2 separate regions of the Zea mays genome follow, and region 2 is linked to region 1. The links are chromatin contacts, called in public Hi-C maps. All regions are on one chromosome and are shown on one strand. The core of a region is the stretch at or near the end of the contact, and the rest is flanking DNA. Distances in the headings are between cores, read along the strand shown.

The links. Hi-C and Micro-C count contacts between places; a contact is called where the count stands out from the background.
Region 2: a contact with region 1 is called in a Hi-C map of tassel, with 2.9 times the contacts expected there. The contact joins the promoter of LOC100283852 here to the promoter of LOC103629159 in region 1. A contact is called at or near these places in 4 of 25 Hi-C or Micro-C datasets (ear, leaf and tassel).

The regions. Positions count from the first base shown.
Region 1 is chr6:31,015,187-31,021,368 of Zm-B73-REFERENCE-NAM-5.0, reverse strand. LOC103629159 (pentatricopeptide repeat-containing protein At2g46050, mitochondrial) reads right to left here and starts at 3,902. Exons shown (of 2, transcript XM_008650335.2): 1 at 1,491-3,902; 2 at 48-557. The coding sequence starts at 3,094. The coding sequence ends at 1,550. It overlaps LOC111589609 (small nucleolar RNA Z279/snoR105/snoR108), which reads right to left and starts at 3,887; the gene lies at 3,781-3,887.
Region 2 is chr6:31,418,920-31,425,101 of Zm-B73-REFERENCE-NAM-5.0, reverse strand. LOC100283852 (VTC2) reads left to right here and starts at 2,476. Exons shown (of 6, transcript NM_001156750.2): 1 at 2,476-3,105; 2 at 3,759-3,859; 3 at 5,056-5,361; 4 at 5,449-5,634; 5 at 5,788-6,048; 6 at 6,144-6,182. The coding sequence starts at 2,988.

The DNA.
Region 1 (6,182 bases), core at 2,653-5,152:
TTAGACATTAGCATGCTACCATTACTGGTATGTTGGAAGGCATGTCATATGACAACTGTAGGCAAAAATAAGAAATATATTTATGTTTTACATGGACTGGAAGCATGTCCAATAAAAAGTGTATCACCATTCTAAGTGGAAATAAGCCAAACTTAATAAAAAGAATACAACGAGAAATTATTTGACATACCTTGGCAGATGACAGCAAAGCTGCCTCCAGAAGCCCTGATCTCAAGGAATGCCATTCTTCAAAAAAAGCTCTCCAGCTCAGGCCATGATCTTGTTGCTACTATAGAACACATTATTTAGCTAACACTTGATCCTGAAATTATCCTTGGCAAAAGTTTATGTTCTACCAATGTTTTAACAACACCCACATTAAAGGATCATAATGAAGCACCTCCACTTAGCAGCAAGGCTGTTCTACCAAAGGCATGTCTTGTCTCATGCATAAATGCGAGTTTCTCTTCAAGAGGCAACTCGTCTGAATCAGAATCACAGACCATTTTCAGTTGAGTAGATACTTCCTCAACGTATTCCTTTATGAGTCTAGGCACCTGGCGAGCAAGAACATTACAAAAAAAGTTCATTACTAACATAGTGCTACAATAGTGTTACAAGCTCTAACACCTGAACACTGGGTGGAACAAAAGAACAACTTCAAAGTGCAAACACAACATCCTGACAAAAAGATGTGCCAAAGATGCAATACATTCATAATGCAATTGTCATTGTCACTTGTAGAAATTGTAGGCTAAAGGTTTTGCAGATCTCAATTGATATAATATGTGATTACTTATTATAACTCAAAAGGTCAAAAGGAACAGGATAGATAACTACTGTTAATTTTTCTACTTTTCGATCCTATTCCATATTCCACACATGTTTCATAAGATTAATTAATCTATATCTATATCACTAAAAGAGTGAAACTGAATTCCTAAAAGAGTGCTTCCAAATTATGAAACTGAATTCTTAAAATAGTGCTTCCAAGAGAAATGCATCTGTTCCTAAATATCATCCCTCTATTCCTCTCTTTCTAAAACAGGCCAATGTAGCCTCGGTTGGGCCTTGGTGGATGCCAAGGCCGATGCCTGTACTGGCACCCTATGAAGGCGTCCACAACACTGCACCACCGTAATAATAACGATTCTATATTTTGTTCATCCTAATACTAAAAAAATATAACACAGAAGCAAACATAGTGCTATTTTATGCTTTCCTAATATTACGTACTCCCTCCATCCCAAAATATAATTAATTTTAGGTTAAATATATATTCATTAATTAATCTATGAATGTAGTATGTATATATGTCTATATACATTATTATTATTTGAATGTGGACGAAAAAAAAGAGGGCTAAAAAGAATATATTTTGGGACGGAGGGAGTAGATCCTATCTTTATGCAACTAAATTAAGTCAGTTTTGGCAATTTAGTTAGTGCGATACAGTTGGCATGCATAAACATACTGAAATAAAGACGTACCACTTACATGAGAAACATCACATTGGTAAGCTCTGGGACGATTGTAGATGCCAAACTAATCATTCTTGAACCAAAATTGGATCACCACAAGTTGTGTCTTCGTTGCACTCTTTTTGTGCTTCCGAAATAGTAAGTTGCACCATTTGTTGCATTTCAATCGACTGATGGAGCACCACATCGTTGGAGACAAATGTCTGAACTGTTCCACCTACCTCTATCCAACTACAACCAGGAACCTTGCTGCCACACCTATGTCTCATCACACTTCTTACTTCTGCAAGCTCGTTCCAAGCTCCTGCAGCAGCAAATGCGTTAGACATAAGCAGATAATTTACTGCCTCACTTGGTTCCAGGCATAAAAGCCTATCGGCAGCCCACTTTGCCAACTCAATTTTGCCCCGCAGCTTACAGGCACCAAGGAAAGCTCCAACGATATCAGCATTGTTCTCGCAAGAAAGCTTGATAACAATGTTGTAAGCATCTTGAATCCTACCAGCTCTCCCCAAGAGATCAACCAGACAAGCAAGGTGCTGTGAATTTGGATCGATGTTGTAGCCCCTCGCCATCATAAGGAAATAGTGCAGGCCTTCTTCAACGAGCCCGGCATGGCTGCAGGCAGAAAGAACCCCAAGGAAGGCGACGCTGTCAGGCTGTACGCCTTGTTGGAGCATTCTCTCAAACACATGAACTGCATCCTTGCATAGTCCAAGGTACGCCAAAGACGAAACCATACAGGACCACGTAACTACATCTGGGTCGCAGATCATAGCAAACATTTGCCCCGCCTCTCGAGCAAAACCGGTCTTGCCGTACGCTGTGATAACAGCATTGGCCACCTGCAGAAACCTGTGAAACCCCCTCTTTATGGCATAAGCATGAACCTGAGTAGCCTCGTTTGCTGCCGCCACGCTGGCGCACGAGCTTAGCACACTGGCAAGCGTGAGCTCATCCGGGCAGCAGCTCCCGTCTCTCAGCATCCACCGGAACAGCTCAACAGCGTCCTTGCCTCCACCAACCCGACCATAGCAGACTACGATCGCGTTCCATGAGACGACGTTCCTGACCGCCATAGCGTCGAACACCCAGCGCGCCTCGTCAACCCGGCCGCACTTGGCGTACATGTCGAGCAGCGCGGTGGCAACCACCACGTCTGCGAGGAGACCCAGCCTGAGCACGAGGCTGTGCGCCAGGGCTCCCATCCTGAGCAGCAGCCCGTCATCGACGGCGCCGGCGGTTGGGTGGCGGCCACGGCGCGGCGGCGGACGGAGCAGGGCGCTGAAGGTGAACCCGTCGGGGGCGATCCCGGAGCGCCGCGCGGCGGCAAAGAGCGCCCAGGCCTCGCGCGCGAGACCGTGGGAGGCATAGCAGGAGACCATGGCGTTGTAGAGGACCAGGTCCCTGCGCGGCGCTTCGTCGAACACGCGGCGTGCGTGCGCGACGAGGCCCCACCGCGCGTACGCCACGGCCAGCGCGGTCGCCACGCGAGCCTCCGAGGCGCGCCCGGACTTGAGCGCCAGCGGGTGGAGCGTCTGTGCTGCGCGAGCGCCGCCGGAGACGGAGATGGAGCTGGCGCGGAGTAACAGGGCAACGAGATCGTGCCGCATCTCATTCCAGAGCTGACAGGGAAGCGGGAGATGGCCTCATCGGTCATCTCCACTGCCCCCTGCTGCAGGACAAAGACGTGGAGCCGCCCGAGCTGGCGAGCGAGGCCAGAACGGCGTGCAGACGAGAGCAATGCGCTCCATTCTATCATCACACAGCGCCCAAGCCGCCGATCAACATGATAATCGACAGGTGACGAGGGGCCTTTTTATGCTGGGTGCAGAATCTCTAACTTCAGCGGCACCCTACAATCGTAGAGGTTATCCCTTAAATTTGAAGGTAGGTCCTTCTGTTTCTAAATAAAGTGTTCTCTTTTTTTTCGTCTAATTTTTTTATACACTAAGCTTCGAATTGAACACAGAATTAACATGTATGTACTATTTTAGACCATTACAAAATACATATGTAAAAATCTATTTTTTTATACACTAAGCTTCGAATTGAACACAGAATTAACATGTACTACTTTAGACCATGACAAAATACATATGTAAAAAATTTAATTCAAAATACATTAGAGATATGATGCAAAGTTTAGAACCTAGAAAAATGAAATGTGACAAACCATACACCACTAGAGTTTTTTTAGAAAAAAATGAAAATTTTTGCAGTTTTCAAACTAGAATCAAAACGAATTACAAAACGCTTAGAACCAAAAACGAAAATATTTGTGTTTTGTTTTGAAGTCGGGATCAGACGGTAAATCATTGGGGTGCCTGTTGTCGTAACAGGCGTAGTTGGGGCAGACACCCCTCTCGCATAGCAGTTGCGAGATCATACCGCTCATCATGTCCCTTTAACTGCCTGAAGGATCATGGTTTGTGCCTGTGGCATTCCGGACCTCTATAATGCAGCCGTTGGTGTGCACCCTACTGCGTTCCGTCGATGTGGTACTAAAATGCTCGCCTCCCACTGTGGTGATACTACTAGCAGGCAGCAGCCGCGCAGCCTGGTAGTGCGAATTGTACGCGAGCTCGCCGCTGGGCCATGGACCGACCAGGCCTATTTAAATGGGCCGAGAATTGTACTCAGTCACATTCCCGTCCGTCAGTTTCGCATGGCGCAAGCGAGAAAAGGAATCTTCATCTCCCTCACGAGTCACGAGTTACTACCGTATGGACCAAAGCTTGTTTGCAACCTCGCATCTCCCTGAATTTCTCTGCTTAATACGTGTGTTGGTCAGTAGGCACATCTTTCTGTGTCCAAATAACAATTTAACTGATGCAATCCATACCAAGGGCACTGTTTGCTTCAGAGTAGGAAGTTGTTAGGCTACATGGTAAGCCTGCTAATGACAAAAAAAAACACCGTTTTGCATCGTTTTATATTGTCTGTTTATATAGTGTAGTTTGAATATAGGTATAGGTAAGCTGTTGGAGATGGTTTAAGGGAGGTGTTTGGTTTGATGAATCACTTAATCCAAGATGAAGTTGTTCATCATAAGTCTATTCCTCAAATTTAGTGGTATGACATTATTTCTCGTGTTAGTACTAACTATTATGAATGAGATGATGATGGATCAATCAATTCTATTCCACGAACCAAACAAAAAATAAGTAGTGAAAAGATGATGAACTAACTTATTCCTCAAACTAAACATCTTATAAATATTTACAAGATACCTTTGCAATTACTTCTCTCCTACTTTCACTGCACAATATACAATTACTATCGTCACCCTTTCCAAATAGATGAAGCGTTCTAATTGTCGGTGTAGCTACCTCACTAGTTGGATTTTGAATGATACTAGAACATAAGACGTGCTTACGGGGGCCCTATCAGAACACGAAAAATTCAGACATGTTTTGTAATAATGCAAACAAATATCACTAAAAATGGTAACGATCTTTTGTACAACATATTTGCGATGAACAACAGCTAGGCTTAAAAGGCGAATCATCCTCAATTATCATTCAGCTCCGATGCCCATTTGCGGTCTACTTCACAGTACAACACATGTTCTGTTTGTAATGGGCTTTTTTTTATATACAGCTGTGACAACCTATTTTTGATGATAGGTAATTGCTTGTGAAAATGAACCACCAGCTCACGCATAATATTAGTTAATACTCCCTACGTCTACAATGTTAGTCATTCTAGGAGTCAAACATTTTAACTTTGAACATATTTTTATAAGAAAATTTTAATAATTATAATACATAATTAGTTTTATTAGCTAGATCTTTGAATTTATTTTTATTGTAAAATTATTCGAAGATATAAATGTTGCTAATATATTCTATAAATCTAGTCATAGTGTGACCGGCACGAATACTGTAATACCCTTGTGGATAACTGTGGGGGACAGATATCCCCGGATCCACTAGGAAGCGAAAGACCCTTGCATGGGGCCACAGACCAGTTAACCCGCAAGGTCGTCTCGTCGTGGACCGGACAAAGACGCAAGAGAAATGGACCGACCCAAGAAGGCAACGGGCCCGTGCCCGGATCGTCCGTGGATTACGTACAATCTCAAGGAACCGTCTGTTTTTCCCGCGCTCGGCGTCCTCGAACGTCGGGGATAGATCGGGACGGAGTCGGCGGGTTTTCATTAAGATAAGCTAAGTTAGTGTCACACTCGGGTTTCAGGACATCAAGACTCGGTCGCGAACATATTCACAAGGTGTGCTGGGACCAAGTCTCACACATACGATGAATCATGGTGCAGGAACGAATGTCACATCTTTACTATATAATAGGAGTTATGTACAAAATAAATAAATATTTAAATTATATGAAGACAACGATCCAGTAACCCAAAGTTGACTGGGAGACGATGGCCTATACCTCTCACGAACACATCGCAGCATCCTCCATGCGCCTCATCCTGTGGTACCTGTTCTTGACCTATGGGGGTGTGAGACGGCAAGGGTGGGCTCACATATGTTCATCGCTCAACAAGTTGTGGGGGAATAATGTGCATGAACTCACCAAATGTGGGAGTTCATGTGAAGTGTAAGGCTGGTCAATAATAGGGGTTAAAGCTGAGCATTGCTTTTAATAAGTTGGTCAAATTTTATTAGCGGTTACTAAATGTAAGTAAATATCAAATCATAGTAATAATAGAACAAAATTAATAATAAATCTCAT
Region 2 (6,182 bases), core at 1,227-3,726, 410 kb before region 1:
TAAATATAGTTTTTGAATCAAAGATTCAATTATATGTAATGAGTTTGAATTGATGCACAAACACAACAATTCGACATAAAAAGGTCTCGACATGATATGCAACAATCAAGGATTCTTTTTATGGTTTCATTTTACTAGGCTTATAGATATATAAAACAAAAATAATTTCTCCATTTTTAGGAAAAAGAGAAGGAAAGCACAGAAATGAGAGAGTAACACCTGAATTTGGTGGATATTAGGAAAGAAATTTTATACCCCCAAATTCAGGGTGTTACAGTACAGTCATTCTGAAGTTTACTTCGGGAAAGACAGTGCTAATGAAGAACGTGCAACATGTCCCCTTCATCAAAAAGAATATTGTTAGTGGCTCACTTCTATGTCGAGATGACTATAAACTTGTGTTTGAATCTAATAAATGTATACTGTCAAAGTATGGGACATTTGTTGGAAAATGCTATGACAGTGGAAGCTTGTTACGCTTATCTTTGCATGATGTGTGTAATAAGTCTGTGAACAATGCTATTTTGAACGAGTCGTATATTTGGCATTTACGTCTTTGTCACATTAATTTTGGTTGTGTGTCACGGTCAACAAATTTAAATTTAATCCTGAAATTTGATTTAGTCAAAGGTTCTAAGTGCCCCTTCCCTTGGGCTTGACTGGTCAGCCCGCCTTCCCTCCCCAGTCGCTAACCTCCCTGGCTCGCTTGTCAGCGCTCGCTCGCGCCTCCCACGCGCTCGCGCTCGCGCTCAGATCTAATCTCGATCGTTGATCTATGATCGAGAAGTTAGAAGAGTTAAGAGAAGGGTTGTCAGCTAGCGTACTGGTGGGGCACTAGTGGCTCACCGGACAGTTTGATGCACCAAGTCTGGATGGTCCGGTGCGCCACATTTAGAAGCTCCAATAACTACCTCTAAGGGCTAGTACACGTGGCTTGACCGGTGCACCACTGGACAGTCCGTGCATCTGTCCGGTGCGCCGCATAAAGATCTAGAATTGTTTTCTAACAGATAGTTTTTGTTGAGGCTCTAAAAATACCACATCACCCGACCATTTGGAGGTGTGGGAGCCCAAGCAACATATCAAGGAAGTCCATACACACTTGCAAGTGCTCCAACACCCAAGTGTTTAATAGAATCACTCGGTGATTAATGTAGGTGCTTTGCGAAGTGCTTAGGTTCGTTAAACTGTATTAGCGCTTGCTCTATATTTGTTCCTAGTTGTGTGAGTGAGATTAGACAACCCACAAACTCCTCGGCTCTTGCGCGAGCCGTTGTAATATTGTACTGAGTGGGGTGAGAGTCTTGCGAGACTGTATCAACCGTGTTTGTGATACGTCCGCCACCGTGTACCAGAGGGAATGAGGCCGCAACGTTTATCCCGAAAGCTCGATAGTGAAGACGACGTGGAGCGTCCGAGAGGAGTCGGAAGCGAAGCACCACTTGCGCGCGGAGAAGACACGTGGCTCTCTATGAACTTACTCGTCCGTGGTGCTTGGCCCTCACGTGGGTTACCCTTTGCGTAGGGACATTAACGAGGATTAGTTAAGACCTTGCGTGGTTCCGAATACCTCGGTAAAAATACCAGCGTTGTACACGAGAGTTTACATCCCTACATTTATTTTTTAACTTTCAAGTCCTAATTCACCACCTCTCTTGAGCGTCTCAATTCCTTTCAAACAAAAAGAAACCATTCACTCTGTACCTCTTATCACATCGAGGACATGGACTCCTGTAGAAGAGATCAACCAACACGATAGAGGACTGGGCCCTAAATTAGCATAGCACTTCCTCTACATCTCCCTCGGCTCATTCTGATTGTAAGAACACCCTCAATCGAGCATTTCTAGCACAAAAAACACAAAATTATTAGATATATGGCTCAAAGGACCGAAACAGGATAAATTGCTCGTGTGTTTGAGTGTTTTATGGTGCTCAAATCACTGGAGGTGCACATGCCGAGCCACGTCGAACAACCTTATGCTTCGTGGTTATGAACACACGTCAACAAAATTAGTATAATAAAATTAAATAATTGATCACTAGTTATAGAGAGAAAACTTTTAATATATTTATGATACCTGTTTTGTATGTTGATAGATAAAAAAACTGCAAAAAACAAATATACATATATATATATATTAATATTAAAATGGATATGAAGGGGAATATATTTTTAATAAAATTTTAGCGGATAAGAAAAACATGATAACTTAAATATCTATTTATATTTTCGCCTCTGTGCTCGTGGTCCCCAGCATGGGAAACGTGAACCACCCGACCGGAGACAAGAAAAAACTGAACACAGCGAGTATTGCGTATATAATAAATAAAAAGAAAAGAAAAAGAAATACCGTGGCGCAGAGAGGAGAGAGAGAATCGGGTATCGTCCGTGTCCGTCCAGATCCACCACACAGCAGCGCACCAGCCAGCCACAGCCACACCACAAATCCGCCACCGCAATCGCCTCCCCCTATTTAATGCCATCCCGCTTCCTCCGTTCTTCCCAAACCAAACCCAGCTCAGGCACAACCCCAACGCACCGCCGCCGCTCGCCTGGCCTCACCTCGCCGGAGAAGAGTTATAAGACAGGAGAACCCCGTCCCCGGGGCGCAGGCCTCGGCAGCTTCCGTGACCACCGCCCAATCCTGCCACAGCTGCCCTCCCTCCTCCCCTCTGGGCGTGGCCGAGTTGTAGGCATCACGGCTAGCGTTGCAGCCCCCCGGCGCGGCCCCGCAGCTGCGCAGGTGGAGCCCACGGGCACCATCGCCTCCGCTGTCGCGTCCAGCCCCGCTCCGCACGGCGGCCGCGGGGCGCTGCCCTCGGCCGGAGGAAGCCCGTCCGATCTCCTCTTCCTCGCCGGCGGCGGTCGCCTCTGAGCCGTTCCTGTCTCTCACCTTCTTCCTTTCCTAGCAATTAGTCCCTTCTGCTAACCCCCCCGGACCCCGACGAGTTCTCACCCCGAGAGTAACTGACCGACCTACCGGCATGGAGATGAAGCTGACCATCAGGAGGGTGCCCACCGTCGTCTCCAACTACCAGGAGGACGCCGACAAGCCGCGCGCGGGCTGCGGGAGGAACTGCCTCGGCGACTGCTGCCTGCCTGGTGAGCCACCTACCCCCCTAGGCAATTCCCTATTGACGGTCAATCTGACGTCGTTTCCGTCGACAATCCGGTTGAAAATCTTGGGAATATTAACAACTTATTAGTATTTGCATTGGATCCTGTCCCATTTTAAATTGTGCCCCGAAGCCTTGTGCACGATTCGTTTAGAAAATTCTCGGAATTTCTACAGCAAAAGGTGTCGTTTGTGCTCCACAAAGTTGGGGGCCTTTGCAAACTGAACAGCCGAAACAGAGTGTTCAGTTTTTTTTTATCTGCACTATTTTGGTTCATGCCTCCGGTTAAAAATTGTTACCATCAGCGGTTTTCGGGTAACAATTAGCTGTTATCCGCCTCGAATTGAGTTGGGTTAAATAAGGATATAATAAACAGATATCTTATGCAACTGTGGATATTTATAATAACTTTTCAGTCTGAACCCCAGGCCATTATAACTAACGCAAGCAAAAACATAGAGCCTTTTGTATTATTATTATGTGCATACTGTATGCCTCACTGGAAATATGGTTTCTTTTTTGACTTGGTGGAAACCTCACTAAGACATCAGCAAATTAGTATTGTACTTGCTTCACTGGACATGGAAGTAGCAAATTACTCTGCACTTTTATTGGATTAACATTTGCATCTTTGAGCAGCTTCCAAGCTTCCCCTCTACGCGTTCAAGTTGACTCCGGCAAAGGGCTCGCAGGAGGATGCTGCTTCAACCAAGTTACTTGTTGATATTCTCCTTAGTGAGGTAAATAAAAGTTTGTGATTTTTGTTGGGACTTCACCTGTGCTAGTTTTAAGTTAGGACTTTAGGAGGGGATTGAAGGTGGTTTGGGGGGATTAAATCCCTTGAGGGCATGTTCGGTTATTTTCAATCCATATGGATTGAAGGAGGTTGATATGGATTGAGAGGGATTTTGACTTGCTAGGGATTAAAACCCTCTCAATCCCCCTCAGTCCATATGGATTGGGGTAGAACCGAACAAGCCCTGATAGTCAAAATTGAATAGAAGAGGATTTAATCCCCTTCAGTCCCCTGCTTAGGGCTTGTTTGGGACCAAGGGATTTGGAGGGGATTGAAGAGGCTAAAATCCTCTACGCGTTCAAGTTGACTCCGGCAAAGGGCTCGCAGGAGGATGCTGCTTCAACCAAGTTACTTGTTGATATCCTCCTTAGTGAGGTAAATAAAAGTTTGTGATTTTTGTTGGGACTTCACCTGTGCTAGTTTTAAGTTAGGAGGGGATTGAAGGTGGTTTGGGGGGGATTAAATCCCTTGATAGTCAAAATTGAATAGAAGAGGATTTAATCGCCTTCAGTCCCCTGCTTAGGGCTTGTTTGGGACCAAGTGATTTGGAGGGGATTGAAGAGGCTAAAATCCTCTTGCTCCCAAGCAAGCCCTTAGTTTTTTCGTACTGTATCAAGGAGTCGGATGAATCTATACCAACGAGGCCCTTAGGATGAAATATATTAGGAATCAATATATCTACATCTAGTCTAGTAAGAAATATGCAAATCAGTTAAGAATATGGGGAAACATATTTGGACCATTCTTTGTAAGTACAGCGTTGAGCAGTGGAAAACCTGGCAGGCACAAATCGAAAGAGCCCTAAGTGCATTTGATCAGTAGCAAATCCATGCATGTATGGCTTGTAAGATGATAGTTGCTGCAAGAATAGTGTTTAATATCTTCAAATATGGACCATTCTTATTTTGATTAATATATACCTTATAATGGCACTAGAACTGGTACTGTGAATCAAAATGTCGAACTCTCATTTTGAATGATATATGGGCGGTTTTACCTTTTGCCCTGTAACACATTCTACAAAAGAAGGAAATTATCGCGAAAGTTCCGCTGAAATATGTGGATATTGCAGTCTACTTCTTATATTTCTCTTTTGAGATTCAGATTCTGAGTTTAGTAATTTGCTTTGCATTCTGGCAGTGGGAGGACAGGATGACTCGAGGCTTATTCCGCTACGATGTCACTGCCTGTGAGACCAAGGTCATTCCTGGCAACCTTGGGTTTGTTGCACAACTCAATGAAGGGCGCCATCTTAAGAAGCGCCCTACTGAGTTTCGTGTGGACCGTGTGCTCCAGCCGTTTGACCCTGCCAAATTCAATTTCACAAAAGTTGGCCAGGAAGAGGTTCTCTTCCAATTTGAGAATAGTGGTGGTGATGACAGCTATTTCCTGAACAACGCTCCAATCATTGCTGTTGATCGGGCTCCAAATGTTATTGCTATCAATGTACATCTCTCAGTCACACTGGAAATCCAACTTCCATTCTATCTATTCTTGTTTCCATTGATGTTTTTTTTGCAATGGTTTTTGCAGGTAAGCCCAATTGAATATGGACATGTGCTTCTCATTCCTCGTGTTCTGGACCGCCTGCCTCAGAGGATTGATCCAGAGAGCTTCTTGCTTGCACTGCAAATGGCAGCCGAGGGAGGTAGCCCATACTTCAGGCTTGGTTACAATAGCTTGGGTGCGTTTGCCACCATCAATCACCTCCACTTTCAGGTATTAAACTTTTGATGGTATCTAAATTTACTTCTCACCACAAAATCCCAACCAAACAGGAGCATATTCAGTATTGTGCAGATAGTGTTGTGGTAACTTTTGTTTTAAAAATGTTGCTTAGTACTGAATTATATTATCTTTTCTTCTTTAAAGGCGTACTACTTGTCAGTGCCTTTCCCTGTTGAGAAGGCAGCTACCCACAAGATCCCACTCTCTGAGGACACGAAGAAGAATGGGGTGACCGTGTCCAAGCTGATAAATTATCCTGTGAGAGGCCTGGTATTTGAGGGAGGGAACACCCTGGACGACCTGGCCACTGTGGTTTCTAATGCTTGCATTTGGCTGCAAGACAACAATGTGCCTTACAATGTGCTCATTTCTGACTGTGGCAAGAGGGTTTTCCTGTTCCCCCAGGTAAATTTCTGAGTGTTGTCGCCCCTCTGGACTGAATTGGTGGTGGAATCTCTTTATGATGTTCTAAAAAAACATCTATCTGTTCAATAATGCAGTGCTACGCAGAGAAGCAGGCTCTGGGTGAAGTGAGCCAG